Regions from separate parts of the Mus musculus genome. Here regions 1, 2, 3 and 5 are each linked to region 4. Evidence: chromatin contacts called from public HiCAR-type, HiChIP or PLAC-seq and promoter capture Hi-C data. All regions are on one chromosome and are shown on one strand. The core of a region is the stretch at or near the end of the contact, and the rest is flanking DNA. Distances in the headings are between cores, read along the strand shown. Region 1 has its middle 17 kb from the start of Eif4e2. Region 2 holds the start of Hjurp (Holliday junction recognition protein). Region 3 holds the start of Ecel1 (endothelin converting enzyme-like 1). Region 4 holds the start of Atg16l1 (autophagy related 16-like 1 (S. cerevisiae)). Region 5 holds the start of Prss56 (protease, serine 56).

Evidence for each region. Promoter capture Hi-C pulls out the DNA fragments that hold promoters and counts their contacts. HiCAR-type assays count read pairs that join an accessible place to other places. HiChIP or PLAC-seq counts read pairs in DNA pulled down with a chosen protein or histone mark.
Region 1: a contact with region 4 is called in an H3K27ac HiChIP or PLAC-seq map of embryonic stem cells, with 5 times the contacts expected there. The contact joins the enhancer-like site here to the promoter of Atg16l1 in region 4. A contact is called at or near these places in 16 of 39 promoter capture datasets (the 3T3-L1 cell line, 3T3-L1-derived adipocytes, the C10 cell line and 12 more), 1 of 15 datasets of contacts at CTCF or cohesin (pro-B cells), 10 of 484 Hi-C or Micro-C datasets (B cells, the N1E-115 cell line, Th1 cells and 5 more), 26 of 115 datasets of contacts at active chromatin or transcription factors (the 230-238 cell line, the NIH/3T3 cell line, the SCID.adh cell line and 17 more) and 3 of 9 other capture datasets (adipose tissue, embryonic stem cells and liver).
Region 2: a promoter capture Hi-C map of liver shows a contact between it and region 4, with 6 times the contacts expected there. The contact joins the promoter of Hjurp here to the promoter of Atg16l1 in region 4. A contact is called at or near these places in 13 of 39 promoter capture datasets (the 3T3-L1 cell line, 3T3-L1-derived adipocytes, the C10 cell line and 7 more), 10 of 484 Hi-C or Micro-C datasets (B cells, CD8 T cells, LSK cells and 7 more), 14 of 115 datasets of contacts at active chromatin or transcription factors (the SCID.adh cell line, T-cell acute lymphoblastic leukemia, bone marrow-derived dendritic cells and 11 more) and 2 of 9 other capture datasets (adipose tissue and liver).
Region 3: a HiCAR-type map of embryonic stem cells shows a contact between it and region 4, with 4 times the contacts expected there. The contact joins the promoter of Ecel1 here to the promoter of Atg16l1 in region 4. A contact is called at or near these places in 4 of 115 datasets of contacts at active chromatin or transcription factors (embryonic stem cells and thymic regulatory T cells) and 1 of 9 other capture datasets (embryonic stem cells).
Region 5: an H3K27ac HiChIP or PLAC-seq map of embryonic stem cells shows a contact between it and region 4, with 8 times the contacts expected there. The contact joins the promoter of Prss56 here to the promoter of Atg16l1 in region 4. A contact is called at or near these places in 1 of 39 promoter capture datasets (embryonic stem cells), 2 of 15 datasets of contacts at CTCF or cohesin (large pre-B cells and pro-B cells), 4 of 484 Hi-C or Micro-C datasets (all in embryonic stem cells), 16 of 115 datasets of contacts at active chromatin or transcription factors (the SCID.adh cell line, T-cell acute lymphoblastic leukemia, acute myeloid leukemia and 9 more) and 1 of 9 other capture datasets (embryonic stem cells).

Annotation. Positions count from the first base shown.
Region 1 is chr1:87,229,317-87,232,144 of GRCm38.p6, reverse strand. It overlaps a transcript of Eif4e2 not described here. Among named protein-coding and RNA genes, the nearest start is that of Eif4e2, 17 kb to the right of the region's middle. Within about 2 kb of position 1,449, at least 9 of the 459 cell types and tissues checked have an H3K27ac peak or open chromatin away from gene starts, as enhancers often do. A contact at or near this core is called in embryonic stem cells, where this site is marked.
Region 2 is chr1:88,276,187-88,278,886 of GRCm38.p6, reverse strand. Hjurp (Holliday junction recognition protein) reads left to right here and starts at 1,308. Exons shown (of 8, transcript NM_198652.2): 1 at 1,308-1,513; 2 at 1,602-1,668. The coding sequence starts at 1,418.
Region 3 is chr1:87,154,869-87,157,693 of GRCm38.p6, reverse strand. It overlaps Ecel1 (endothelin converting enzyme-like 1), which reads left to right and starts at 1,558. Exons shown (of 18, transcript NM_001277925.1): 1 at 1,558-1,674; 2 at 2,606-2,825. The coding sequence starts at 2,705. All of the region lies in intron 3 of Gm33292 (a long non-coding RNA gene), which reads right to left.
Region 4 is chr1:87,754,718-87,757,417 of GRCm38.p6, reverse strand. It overlaps Atg16l1 (autophagy related 16-like 1 (S. cerevisiae)), which reads right to left and starts at 1,407. Exons shown (of 18, transcript NM_029846.4): 1 at 1,104-1,407. The coding sequence starts at 1,218. It overlaps Gm33517 (predicted gene, 33517), which reads left to right and starts at 1,672. Exons shown (of 4, transcript NR_157047.1): 1 at 1,672-2,093.
Region 5 is chr1:87,182,049-87,184,748 of GRCm38.p6, reverse strand. It overlaps Prss56 (protease, serine 56), which reads right to left and starts at 1,435. Exons shown (of 13, transcript NM_027084.2): 1 at 1,151-1,435; 2 at 487-594; 3 at 93-146. The coding sequence starts at 1,256.

The DNA.
Region 1 (2,828 bases), core at 200-2,699, 530 kb after region 4:
CTGAAGTCAGAGTCGAAGCTCAGCCATGTCCACAAATACTTCCATCTTGCTTCAGCAAGTGGCAACAGTTCTTGCCTTTGCTGCACTGGGTTTGGGAACCAGGTAGCAGAAACCATTTCTTCACCAGGCCTGAGCCTCAGGGTACAGCCAAGGATCCACCAGCATTATGTTGTCTAAAGATGCAACCCAGCAATATGTCATCTTCTCTGCTTTTACCTTTCCAAGACTCTAGCTTTTTTAAACTCAAGATGGTAAATACCTAAGATTCTACCTGCTTCTGAAAGCACCTGGGTAAGTCTTATCTTTAGATTTAAGATGTGTGGGCCCTGGCAGCTAGCATTTTCAGTTAACAGAGCTCATTACAGCTTCCATGCTGCTTACCATAAATGTGAGGAACACAACTCAGAACTACGACTAGGAAGCAGCTAGGGGTGTGAGAGCACGCACGCATGCACTCACAGCTCAGCCAGTGTCCCACAAACAGGCCTCCGTGCTGCTGTATGAAGGAGAAAATCAGATTCCTCCAGGGGTCCAGAAGCTCTCAGAACCCTAACTTCTCTCGCCTTTTTGCCCTACCCACTTTTCAGTTTGAAAGCAGTGACTCTCCTGGGCACTGTGTATCAAACTTAATGGTGGCCTAGAACTTGCTCTGTAGACCAGACTGGCCTCAAACCCACAAACATCTGCTTGCCTCTGCTTTCTTAGTGCTGGGATTAAAGGCTTACACTACAGGCCAGGCAATTACTCTCTTCTTGGCTTAAGGTAGCAACAGCACTGAGTGACAACACACCCCGCCTCTCACTACACATTTGATATTTTAGTACTAAAGTAGATTTCATTACCAGGCACTCTAGGTAGGCTTTCTTCTTCAAAGGTGGCACACACCTTTAATCTTAGTACTTGGGAAACACAGGAACATAGTGAATTCCAGGATGGCCAAGACTACACTGGGAGACCACGTCTCAAAATCAAGTAAGATTATTAATAAAGGACTAGGCAATGTACGTTATATATGCTATTCTATAGAATAGCAGCTTTTTTATTTTATTTTTTTTAATTTTCAGAAAAGCTACTATTTTATGACAAATGGCTCACAGGAAAACCTAAGACTGTTAAAGAAGTATGCCAGAACTTGTCAATTCCCGAGCTCTTTCTGGAGACACAGTGATGAGCTGTTCTCTGGCTCCTAAGGGATGCGGGAGGCGGCTTCCCTCTTTACTCTCAATGAAGACAAGTAAAAATCCAACACTTGGACAATGACCTGGGAACCTAACAGCAAGATTTAATTTCTACTTTAAGTAACTAAGAGGTCAACAAGGTCACACAGCAGGGTTGAAGTCCATCTCATTTATCCCTTTGTTTCCAGAAGGGCCAGTCCCTACTAACTCTGCCTAACAATGGTTCATTGGGTGAAGACCCGGAAGGCTGAAGAGGTTCCTCTAGTACACGACACACTAAACTGACTTCCTATTTTCTATGCTTAGACATGAAGATTCTGGGTCTGGAAATTTCCTTGCATGGATTCAGGGAAATAAAGCACGTGGCCGTGAGCAATGGTGCACCCACTCCTGTCCTCAGAGGCCAGCCAGGTGTGAATGTCTAGTCACTGTCCCTCCACTCGGCAGCCCAAGCACATCAGGTAACTTCAAAATGCTCTTCTTTTAAAGAGGAAGTTATCCTAAAAATTGCCTTATGATTTGAGTGTCTAGAAACGAACACACCAGAGATGAACAAAGCCCACTGAGAATTCTGAGGAGATTCCAGTGACAGCAAGAAAGACTCTTTAAGGTCCACTGATCCTATCTCACCAGATCTCATTTGTTTGTAATTCCCTGCTTTCTAATCTCCACCCAAAGCCTACAGGCACCAGTGCCTTGCTCTCAGCCAGCCCTCACTAGAAAGGGGTTTAGCCACCTGCTAGTCTGGGTATATATAGCACACAATGCAAGGTCAGACAGCTCTAAGTTTAAAGTGGCCCAGGACCACCAGGTTATGACTGAACTAAGGCAGTGAATGAGCTGGCCCTCATCTGTATATTAAAGTTCAATGTTGAAATACAATGATAGCTAGACCAGGTGAAGGAAGACTCCACAATTTGGCCTCTCTCTTCCCTTCTTCCTTACGCTCTGCAGAGAACTCCCATCAGCTTCTCCAGCACTGTGCTCCATTATGGGAAGAGGGTCCTTTTGCCATCCCAGGCCAGATGCAATTTTCTCACAACAGTGCTGTCTGTGTTAACTGCCTTTGTGGCAGCAGTACCCTAGTGGTCCCAGAATTCTGTCTGTGGTAGGAGTCCCCCCCCCCCCCCCCCCAAGTAGAGGATGCTGTGAGCCATTTGATGTAAGGACCCAAACCTATGAAAACTCAAATCTGCTTTATTCAGAGGAGCCACAAGCTGGGCATGAGAGCTGGCATGGTGGCTCACACCTCTAATCCCAGCAGTCTGAGGTGAAGTTGGGGGCCAGTGAGGACTACATGGCAAGTTCCAGAGCTGTGACCTGATACAAACAAGTGAATAAGCTTTATCTTTCTTAGGGACAGGTAGCAACACAAGGACCAAGCAAAGTGGCCTCTTTGTGGGGCAACAGCTACTTCTTGGTTCATCCAGGTGTGCTGTAGGAAATGGCAACAGGCAGGGTGACCAGGGAAGGCTGGAAAGACGGACAGGTGAAGAACACTAGAAACTGGGCTGAAACAGCAAGCTGGAGGAATGCTTGAGTGAAGCTCAACCACTCCTCAAACCATGCCCTTGCTTATTAGCAGCCCTGATCTCCAGAGTACTTGGGAAACCATCATTACTGCTGGCTCTTCCTCAAGTCTCAGTAGAT
Region 2 (2,700 bases), core at 59-2,558, 520 kb before region 4:
ATTTAATACTTAATTTGGTCCCTCTTAACTTTCATAAGTATTTGGGCCAAATTACCTGTTCTGTTTTGTATATGTAAATGCTTTAATTGATTTTTCTCAATGACAATCAGTATTCTGAAACCTTCTCCGCCTATTTGACTAAACATACTTTGATGAGCTATTAATGCCTCTTTCTAACACAGTAGTCGTGAATGATCTATGTGAAGTCAAAATTATCTGTAAATTGACAGAGTCTCGGATATTTTCTTGTTAATGTGAGAAAACACCTAGCAAAAAGCAAAATAAGGAAGGAAAGTTTTACTTTAAGCTTGCAGTGCAGAGAAGTTCAGCCATCAGGATGGGGAAGGCTTGGAGGTGCTCAGGAGACAGAACAGCATATCTAGTTGACGCCACCACCAACGTTCTGAAGCAACACCTTCTCACATCCCCACAGGCAACAGGTTCATACTGGGGTAGGGACAGATTGGATGAGGCAACCGCCATCCAATCCCAGGAGAGTCGGACGACCGACGGCCCTCCCAGAAGCCCAGGATCTTGAAAGAGACTTCCGCGCTTGTTGCAAATACATTGCGTGGGCATCCACAGTCTATGAGCCTGGAAGCTCTTCTTCCCTCCCTCAGTTTCAATGGGACAGCATGAAAAGATTATGGGGGCAGGCTGAGAAGTAGAGAGGCACCTCAAGGGACTTCCTGATACTCAGTAATGATTCCATTAATTCCCATATCGTGATAATCACGTTAATACCCGCAAACAAATGTAGCTGTTATGAAGTCACAGTAAAACCAACTAGTGGGGTTCAATCCCCCAGCTCTGCCAGAAGACAACCCCTCCCAAAAATTCTGAAAATGTTCTAAAATGTTAATCGAAGTAAATGCCCTCATAAAATGGACACCAAATTACCTACCCCCTCAAGGAACAAGATAACAATCAAGAAACAGCCTATAATCAGAAATGGGAGAGAAAGTTTATTTTAAAACCCTAGGATAAAAATCACAGATTCTGTCACGTTTATAATATCGTTCAGCACATTTACACGCGTCTTGTTTTTGAACACTGGCTTTCCAGACTCCTTTCAGGACCGTTATTTGGATCTGGCTTTCCCCAAGCCTTCCCAAGAGCTGGGAAATTGGTAGATCCAGGAAGGAGCCTTGACAGGCAACTCACCCAGAAGCCTCTAGGGGACGCGGGAGTGCCGCATGAAGTAATGCGCATGTTCCACCCGCTCCGGCGGACCCTCCCTCTCGTCCCTCCCCTTCTCGTTTCCACCGGAAGTGCTCCCTGGGAGCGGCGGCCGGAAACGCGGGCAGGATCGGTTGCGTAAATACTTTTGAAAGACCCTATTAGCGCGCGGGGCGCCACGTTTGATCTGTGGACGGGCTTGGGCGGGTGCAGTGCCGGGCAGAGAGCCACGTACGCCATGGAGTCTATGGGTCGGCAGGACCGCAGGCTGCATCAGCAGCTTAAGGAAAGCAGTAGCCGCTTCCAGACGTTAATGAAGCGGCTGATAGCGAAGGTAGGCTGGGACGGCGGCCGAGGCGGGCAGGGCGCGGTGGGCGGGGATCCAGCGCCCCGGAGTCTGACCAGCTCTCCCTTCCCCGCAGTACAACCAGCCCTTTGAGGACGACCCGTTGGTGGAGATGAGGACGTTAACCTACGAGACGCCCCAGGGTACGAAGCCCTCCCTTCCTGTTGGCACTGGGCCAGAACAGTGGGCCTAGAATTTGCAATGCTGCATTTGTCCCCCTTGCTCCTAGGGACCTTGAATCCCTGAGTTGCTGATTTCCAATTTAATTTCTCTGAAAGAAATGCCTGGAGACACAGTGCAGCCTGGTTTTTTAAAATGCCTGGCATGGAAGTTCGAGCTAATTGATTAGCGGTACAAGTGACTCTGTAAAATAAGGATGTTGACAATCATGGGTAAGCCGTATGGTTGTGTATAACATCACCAGAGTACCTGTCAGGCCATTGGAACAGCACCCAGGACTGCTCCGCTCTCATGGGCTTTGCTGTATAAATGTAGACCCATCTGTTTTGGACAGTCCCCATTATCTGCCACCTCTGACGCATTTTATTTAATGTTGTGAGTGTACTTACTACCTTAAACCTCATCGGTTCTCTAACTGGGATAAGTTTGTTATTTGATGAGGTCGTATCCTTCCCTAAGACCCATCCCTGATGTTTGTCTGAATTTATTGATAAAATCGGATTTCGGATCACAGTCTGCCAGGGGTCTACAAGTGCAGTCTGTCTTTTGTCTTATTGGCTGTTCAGGGCACGTGTTGGGTAAGCATTTTAAATAAGCAGAAACTGAACTAATTCTACAAAGAGGTTGCTTTTCTCTGGATGGGATCAGGACACAGCAATATAGGAATCCATAAGTGTGCTGTCTGACTCTTGGCTTTTCTGTGCTCTTGCGGCTGTTTGTGAAGGGGTAGGCAGTGTCTGGAGTATTTTGGACTGCCCATCTGTCTTCAATGATATATTCTGTCAGTGATATATAACTGATGTCAGTTATATGAGAACAGTGAAGTTGCTGAAGAGTTTGAGACTATACAAGTTGGTATAAGAGCCCTCCCTGAGGTCTGGCCAACACATAGACACCTAGGGCTGCAGTTGTCGGTTAACAAATCTATGTCCTAGCAAGCTTGCCATGAATCCCTCATCTTGTTGATTGTTCTGAGAGACACGTTTTTGGCGCGG
Region 3 (2,825 bases), core at 309-2,808, 600 kb after region 4:
CTGAGGACCAGGGTCCCTATCCTCCTGTGGATGCAGAGGAAAGTCCCCGGGGAAGCAGGTTTGCCTCTGTGCCTTGCTGTCGGAGTAGTCGGCTCCTTGAGACAATATCCATTTTTATATTTCTTGGAAATTTCACGGCATTCATTTCGGGGAAAATAAAAGCTGTCATTGCCGGAGAAATGATACCAATCAGGGCCTGAAAAGGCTGGAAAATTATCCTCCAGGAGATGGAATGTTGAGGGGAAAATGCAGATTAAAAGCACAAAGAGCCACTCTGCCACCGCCCTGCCCTCCCCTCCCCCCTCACGGAAACACGGCATTTTTGCGTAATTCCATCGCTCCTCAGTAGAATTAATTGGACCTGAGAAGAATGCATGGGGCAGGAGAGGACCTTAGGATGGTCAGAATGAAAGACAGTCCTGTGAGTGGGACTTAGAAATGGACAGACTGGACAGGCAGGAAAGTGGTAGAGGTGGCCACTAAAGGCTAGTGACTGGGTAGCTGACGATGAAGAACATCCGGAGGGGATGGCGACGGGATGGTGGTCGCTCTCCGCAGTCCCACCTCAACATGGGTTCTATCACATCGGTCTTCACCAATGTCTGAAACATTGCTTAGGCCAGGGCTGCAGGCTGGAGCCACAAGGTTGGGATTGCTGGGGCTGTGTGGTCCTTTGCTGGGGATACCAGAAGAGATGGGTAAGTCGAGGCAGAGAAAGCAGATTCCTGAAACAGTAGCAGTCCTTCAGAAAGCTCCCAGGTCTCTGTCACGTGTGGGCTTCACCTTGTGGGTACAGTGGAGAGGTAAAGATGATTCTGTCTCTTGGAAGGAGCGAGGTCCCCAACATTTAAAAAGCTAGTTCAGCCAACCGGAATGGGTGGAAGACTGGACAAACTCACCCTGTGTAGTCCCGTGAGGGAAGTGGAGCAAGATTCCTCCCTCTCCCCACCCTACCATCCTTTTCTAGGCCTTTCTATGTGGGTCTGGGACTTCCTGCCAATGATGTCAGGAAAACCTAAGGTTGAGGAGGCCACAGCCTCAGCCTCTACTTGCAACCTCCCCAGGAGAGCTAGGTAAAGGGTCTTGTACCAACCAGAACCCAGATGGGGCAAGCAGGAGTTAAAAGGACAAAGAAGTCTTGGTGCTGATGGCGCCTGGCAGAGTGCTGGTCCAGATACAGGCTCTTCACCTGCCCATTGGAGTCCTCCCTGGGCTGAGCTTCTGTGGGCTCGGCCCAGACTTCCCTCTGGCCTCCAGATCTCCAGCTTCAGTCCCTTTACCGCAGACTGGTAGGTGGCTCCAAGTGGCTCATCAGAAGGGACCGTGCTTCCTCCTCCCGGGACAGATCTGGACTCCGGAGTCCTGGAGCCAGAAGCTGGTGCATCACTCTCAGGAGCGTTATCTCCGCGGTCGCCATCCCCACCTCCGCACTGCTGGAGCTGACAGGTAGCCCAGAGGGAAGCAGAGAGAAGGAGGGGTGCAGGGGGCGGGAGAAGGAGGGTGGAGCCGCCGGCGCGCCCCCTCCTTCGGGGCTGGCGGGCGGCGCGGCGCGGCGGCAGAGGCGGCGGGCGCACGAAGAGAGCCGCAGCCAGCCCAGCTCCTCTCCGGCTGAGGCCGGGATTTGCTCCCGACCCCTCCCTCGGTCCTCGCCCGGCCCAGACGCGCACCTGCCGGGTAAGTGTCATTCGGGCCCGCCGCCTCCGAGGACATCATCACAGCCACCTCCGAGGCCACCGCGGCTGCCGAGCCGAGCTTCTCGGCTTTGTCTCTGTCCTCCCGGCTCTGGCTCCAGCTGCGGCTGCGGCTGCGACTCCAGGACTCGGCTCTCAAGCTCCGCTGACTGCGCCGCGCGACGCAAGAGATTGAGCTCAGGGCTGGCGCAGCAAAGGGGGTGAAACTTCTCCCAACTTTGGATTCTGGGGAGAACCTGTTGACGACAGGGATGGCCCGGGGCGTTGATGGGTGGCAAATGATGAAACCAGTCTCTGGTTTTCCATCTGGGCCGTCGGGGTTGGGGAGTCGGGTGGGGGAAAGATGGGGAATGGAGAGGGCTGCTGCTTGGGGAAGGGACTTGTGGGCTTTGGAGCCATTGAAGAGAAACAGCCAGAGGGTGGCTTGAGAGTGGTCCTGCAGACTTCCCCGAGGACGAAGTTTGGGTGTCTGGTCGCTTTTAGTTCGGAGAACTGAAGGAGGCTTCAGGGTCCGCAGAGAGGCGCCCCTGACCACACCTCCTTTCTCCGGCCTCTGCTTCCCCCTCCCCCACCTGGCTTGTCTGGAGAGGATGATGGGCAAGAAAGGCAAAGACAAGGGAAACAGGTTGTCAGTGAAGCCCCCACTTTGTGCCCGGTGCTCTTTGGTTTTGTGTCCGAGCATCCTTACTCTGTGGTGAGCTTGTGGAGACCTGGGTAGGCAGGTTAAAGGCTACTATTCCAGTAAGAGCTGCTGGCAACTGAACCCTTCTTTCTTGGTTGACGGAGTGAAGTGGGATCCTTGGTTGTGGATCACAGGTGGCCTCCATCTTCTTAAACTAACTCCCACCCTTTGTTTTCTGGGTCCCCTCACTTTCCAGGGCCTCTCTGAGCCTGCTAATGTTCCCTTCCTACAGCTGCGACCGAGGGCCATGTGGGCTCCGACCAGAAAGCCCGCAGACAGAAGCAGCCTATAATCGACCAAACAAGGGGTCTGCAGCCAAAGCCTCGGCACAATGGAGGCCCCGTATTCCATGACAGCGCACTACGACGAGTTCCAGGAAGTCAAGTATGTGAGCCGGTGTGGCACCGGGGGCGCTCGAGGGACCTCACTGCCTCCAGGCTTCCCGAGGGGCT
Region 4 (2,700 bases), core at 158-2,657:
CCAGAGACAGCGTCCCTTTCCTGCTCTCCTTTTAAAGGGCTAAGTGCTGAGAAAGAGCCATTCCTCAGGAGAGCCAACAAAGGCAAATGCACAAGTGTCTTAAAACCAATGTCTAACCTCAGCCCCAACATTAACCCATACTGCAACTTCATCATCGTTGGCCTTGGTGCTTCATAAAAATTTAACATGAAACAATACATGCCAATTACTTAAAATGCTCAAACGTGTGTGCAAATCGAACCACTCAGGAAGCATAAAAAAAGTATGGGACTATTTTATCTTCTGTCATTTATACTGACTTAATTAGTCTGGAGTGTTTTTGATTGTCAAGTACATCCCCAGATGATTCTAACGTGTAAATAACTACTGATTTATCCCCATCAGAATGCAAATAGCAGTACTACGATTTCAAATCCCACTACCCGCAAAAACTTAGGAAGACTATGCCCAGGCTATCTCAGGAAGCAGATGGAACCTCAGGATCGAGGAGTGTCAACGCATTCGTTCAAATGTGAAACAGATTGGCTAAATTGGGAACACGAGGCACGAAAATGATCGTTGAGAACCCGCCTTAAGAATACAAGATACTTTCGATCCTTAAAATTCGCAAAGAGCGGCGAAGAGACCACTCTTTTTTTCTCACTTAAGGCTTTCAATAATAGCAAATGACCCAGTGGACAAATCCTAAAACTCAAATGTGTACCAACAATATGGAGAGGCCTGAGAAGTCAAAAACCACTAGTTCCACAGCATTCCGAAGAGAACGTCCATCTCTCGAGTTAATGCGTAAAGTCAATCTCTGTCTTGAACTCGATTCCTTAAACACGACGTTTTTGGAGCCTGACTACCTAAGTGCATCGGCGCCGCCTGGGTTATCGAGATTTACAACTGCAAACGATGTCTGTGGAAAGAACCTGGAAAAGGGGAACCCTCCATGATCGCGCCTAAGGTTTAAGCCAAAGAAGGAAGGTAAGCAACGAAAGGGCTCGAGACGTGCGGGACGCCAGGTCCCCGACGAGGCCGCCATGCGCGCGGGCGGAGCCGGGGTTCTCGCTGCCACGGCGCGTTCCACTCCCCGCCCCGGGCCCGCGCGTGCCGCTCACACTGCAGAATGATCTCCTCGAACGCCTGCCTCTGCAGTCGGTCCCGGCGCCTCAGTTCCTCCGCGATGTGACGCTTCCAGCGGGGAAAGTCTGCGGCGCGCAGGCCCGACGACATGCCGAACGCTGCCCCGGCGCCTCAGGGCGGCCGATCCGTGCCGACACTGGGGGGCTGCAGGCTGCAGCGTGCTGCCAGCCGCCAGCGAACAGAAGCCGGCCGCCGGAACCTCACCTTCCCACACAGGGCACCCGGAGGCGATCCGGGAAGATTTTCCGGTCTCTGCCGGAAATTATTCTGGAGAAGGCCGGAAGGCCCGCCTCGTAGCCCGACGTCCTAGGCCGCGCGCAAGCTCCCGGCCGAGACTTCGCGGGACGCTCTCAAATGACGCAACCTTGAAGCCGGAAGCGTCGGTGATGAGAGGCAGCCGCTGGGAGGCACCCTGGCTTCGCGGAAGAAGACAGGAAATGGGGTGGTTTTGTCCGGGGGTGTCTGTTTCCTTCCTCCTTTTACATTGTGTGTGCATCTTTTTTTTTTTTTTTTTTTTTTTTTTTTTAATTTCAGCTCAGAAGTGGGAGCTCCCCTGTGTATAGTGAATGATTGTCGTTGAGTGACAACCTCCCTAAGTATTAGGTGCCTAACCTGTAAAATGGGGGTAGTAATGGTATTTAACCGGAAGGTGAAAAGCCGTGAAATGTAATTTCTCTCTGCTGCATGGCAAAACTGTCTTCACATAGACAACTGCGTCCCTCCAAGACCTACGCAAACTGAATTTTAGCTCATGCCTGTGTGTGCCTTCAAGGCTGATCTCAAACACCTAGACTCAAACCATCTTTTTGGTCTTTTGGTTACTACGCTCTCAAAGGATATGAATCAATTGAGAGACACAGTTTAAAGAGAAATTTAGCAAAGTAAACACGCCAAAGAGAGGAGTGGATTTTTTTTTAAAAGATATCTTTGTTGGGGATTTATTTTTTTTTCTTAATGAAAAGGAGGTGAGTAGCATAATTCATGGAGTAAGGCCACCCATTTCTCTCTCAAAACAAGGAAGATTGGTTCAACCTTTTAGGGTACTTCTGGTTTTCCAGAAAAGCCCACAGGTTGAGGCTGGAGGAATGCAGACTGTAAACTCATACACACACATACTCACACACACACACTCGCCGTGGAGCCTTGGGTAGTATTATTATCACTTTTTTTTTTTTTTTGAGATTCACAATTTTTCTTTATATACATTTCAAATGCTATCCGGAAAGTTCCCTATACCCTCCCCCCGCCCTGCTCCCATACCCACCCACTCCCACTTCTTGGCCCTGGCATTCCCCTGAATTGGGGCAAATAAAGTTTGCAATACCAAGGGGCCTCTCTTCCCAGTGATGGCCGACTAGGCCATCTTCTGCTACATATGCAGCTAGAGATACAAACTCTGGGGGTACTGGTTAGTTCATATTGTTGTTCCACCTATAGGGTTGCAAACCCCTTCAGCTCCTTGTATGCTCTCTCTAGCTTCTCCACTGGGGGCCCTGTGATCCATCTTATAGATGACTGTGAGCATCCACTTCTGTATTTGCCAGGAAGACAGTTATACCAAGGTCCCTTCAG
Region 5 (2,700 bases), core at 186-2,685, 570 kb after region 4:
AATGGCAGAAACGGCGTCATGAAGCAAAAGTTTTAGTTATCTTCACGTTGAGGCCCACCTCGCTTTCAGCCCTTGGAGTCTTTTAGTTTCACCTGGCTCCGGTGGGTCCTGGAGGAGGGGGGCTTGAGGTCTAGGGCGTCCAGGTCCTACTGAGAAACAATCCTTTGAGCCTCGCTGCGCCCTCTTGCGGATCTTTCGCTTTATTGGGGGGGGGGGCTGGGCCTCATCTTTCAACCACTCTCCACTTGGCCCGCCTTCTAGCACATGGAACTATTTGAGCAGCCATGAACTGTGACCACCTGAGCCCACACTCTCCCCTCCTCCCTGCTGTGTCTCAAGTTTGGCATACCCCTTCCACTTGGACCTTCAAAAAGAATCTGACCCCAAGGACGATGGAACCTAAAAATAAGGGCTGGACATGGACAAAAGGAGGAGTCCCCTGTACCAATGTGAGTCTGCTGGGTGGGGTAGCACTTCTGGTACAACCTTGGCATTCATGTAGTCTGTGCTGGATCTCCATCAACACGCGCTTTATGGCCCACTGGGCACTCCTCTGGGCAGCCTGCAATGCCTGAGTCCCCTGGGCAGATAAAACTGGGAGGGGGAGGGACATGGGACACAAAGTCACATTCCCTTGGCAGAGAGCCCCACTCAGTCTAAGTCTTCCTGAACCTTGTCTGGGGAGTCCCAGAGAAGCGTGGTGAACTCTTAGACTACCAGGGATGTAGAGATGGGGAGAGAGGTCAGGCCCCAAGGGCCAGCCCTCAGGGCAGATGGTGCTACAATTGGGAAGGAATCTCTGAAAAGCTCCTTTCTTAAAGATTTCAGAGGAAAACCACTGCCCACCGACATCCAGGTAATATGGTTAAGGTATCCATCTTTGGGCCCAAGGCATGCTGCCCCGGGTCTTCTAACACCGTTATCTCTGGAACCCCTTGGCAGTGTTGCTGTCTCTGCTTCCTGGGTGAGGCTGTCTACCCTCCCTTCCTATATCCCAGTTCCAGGCTCCTCCTTCCAGCAGAAGGTGGGCAGAAGGACCACAGGCCCTCCTAAGTGTGAGAGATAAGCTCATTTCCCTTGTCCTCCCTTGACCTCACTTTCCCTATGCCCCTCCCACCTCCCGTGGTTCCCTCGGACCAGCCCGGCTCACCTTGCAGGGCGCCGGGGGACAGGCGCGTGTACAGTGGATGCCCATGGGCAGTTTGGGAGTCTGGGGACAGTAGCAGCAGCAGCAGCAACAACATAGCCAGCGGCATGGTGACCTGGGGCCAAGGCGGGAGACCCTGTCCTCTTTATTCCTGGACTCTACCCTCTCCTGTGATTCTTCCTGCCCACAGACTTTGTGTCCCTCAAACCATCTGATCCCGTTGTCTTACACTAAACTACTCACTTCTAATGGTCCGCACCTCACCTGGCCCTCACCTCCTGGGAGCCCTCAGGGAAACGATGCCCTGGAGCTATATAGAGGACAGAGGGGTGTGTGTGCGTGGGAGGGCAGCCAGGACTGGGGGAGGGAATGAGGTAGTGGGCTGGACCCTCACCTTTGAAGTCTCATCGTCCCACTCTGCGTCTCCCCACTTCTGTGAAAGCGGCCCTTGTTCCTGCGGTTGCTTCAAAGGGGCTGAGATGGGGCTGGAGAACTGACCGTTGGGCTGGGGGCCAGGCAGAGGGAGACTGGTGGGCAGGGGCTGGGAGGGGGGATCCCCATCTGTTTCTGCCACCCTGGGGAGTCCACTGCTCTGCTGGGACAGGCACTTTTGGAGGGAGGAGAGCTAGGGATAGGGGTGGGTGTCCTGGGCAGTCTCACCCCCTAAGCAAGCCATTGAACTTCCAGCCCCTCTGCCCCTAATTGCTTGGCAGTGTCCCTCCTCCGTGTGGCCCTTTCTAAAGATGATCAAAGCATTCTAATTTGCGCCATAATTGCTGCACTGGGGTAGCGGGGTGGGAAGAGGCAAAAGCAAGCGGGAGATGAAAGGCCCCACTGTGGCCCAGTTTGGGGAGCGCAGGATCCAGCAGGACCCCTGTCCCTGCCCACTCAGTGTGTCCAGCTTTGTTTTCAGTTGCTGTGACCCTGATCTGGCAGGAGGGACTCTTGAGAGAAGGTCATAAACAGGCAACTGTCCTGATATCCAGTCACCACCTGGGGTAGGGCCGAGCCTTTGGGTACAAACAAAACAAAACTACCCTTGGCACCTTGATTTGTGCTGGCAGCAGGGACATGTTGGTTAAGGGTTTAAGTACAGGAATTGGGACACACTGTGGCTAGGGGATGTGTTCTCTTCAAAGGGACTGCTTATCACAGCACGTAGCCTGTCTCCCACCACCAGGAAGGTAGAGAGAACGGTAGGTATAGATTGTTGTGTCAATTCAATGACACTAGGGATTGGAGTTATCTCTGCATATCATAGGTAAATCCTATGTGCTCTCCAAGTTTCTAGCAGAGAGGTATGGCTCCTGTATGCCTGCTGAAGCCTGGCCAGGCCGGAGTGGCCAGCATAGAACTGTCTGTCCTCACTCTGCCTTCTTGGCATGTGTCAGGCTTTGAGTCCAGTCTGATGGCAGGAAGGGAGTAGACCCTTCTCTCACCCACACAGCAAAGGGCAGGGCATGGAAAAGCACACTGTTTCAGATCTGGCTCCTACAAGTTGAGAAGACCCCCACCCCACCCCACCCCATCCTTGTCTCGACTCCTGGGATCCT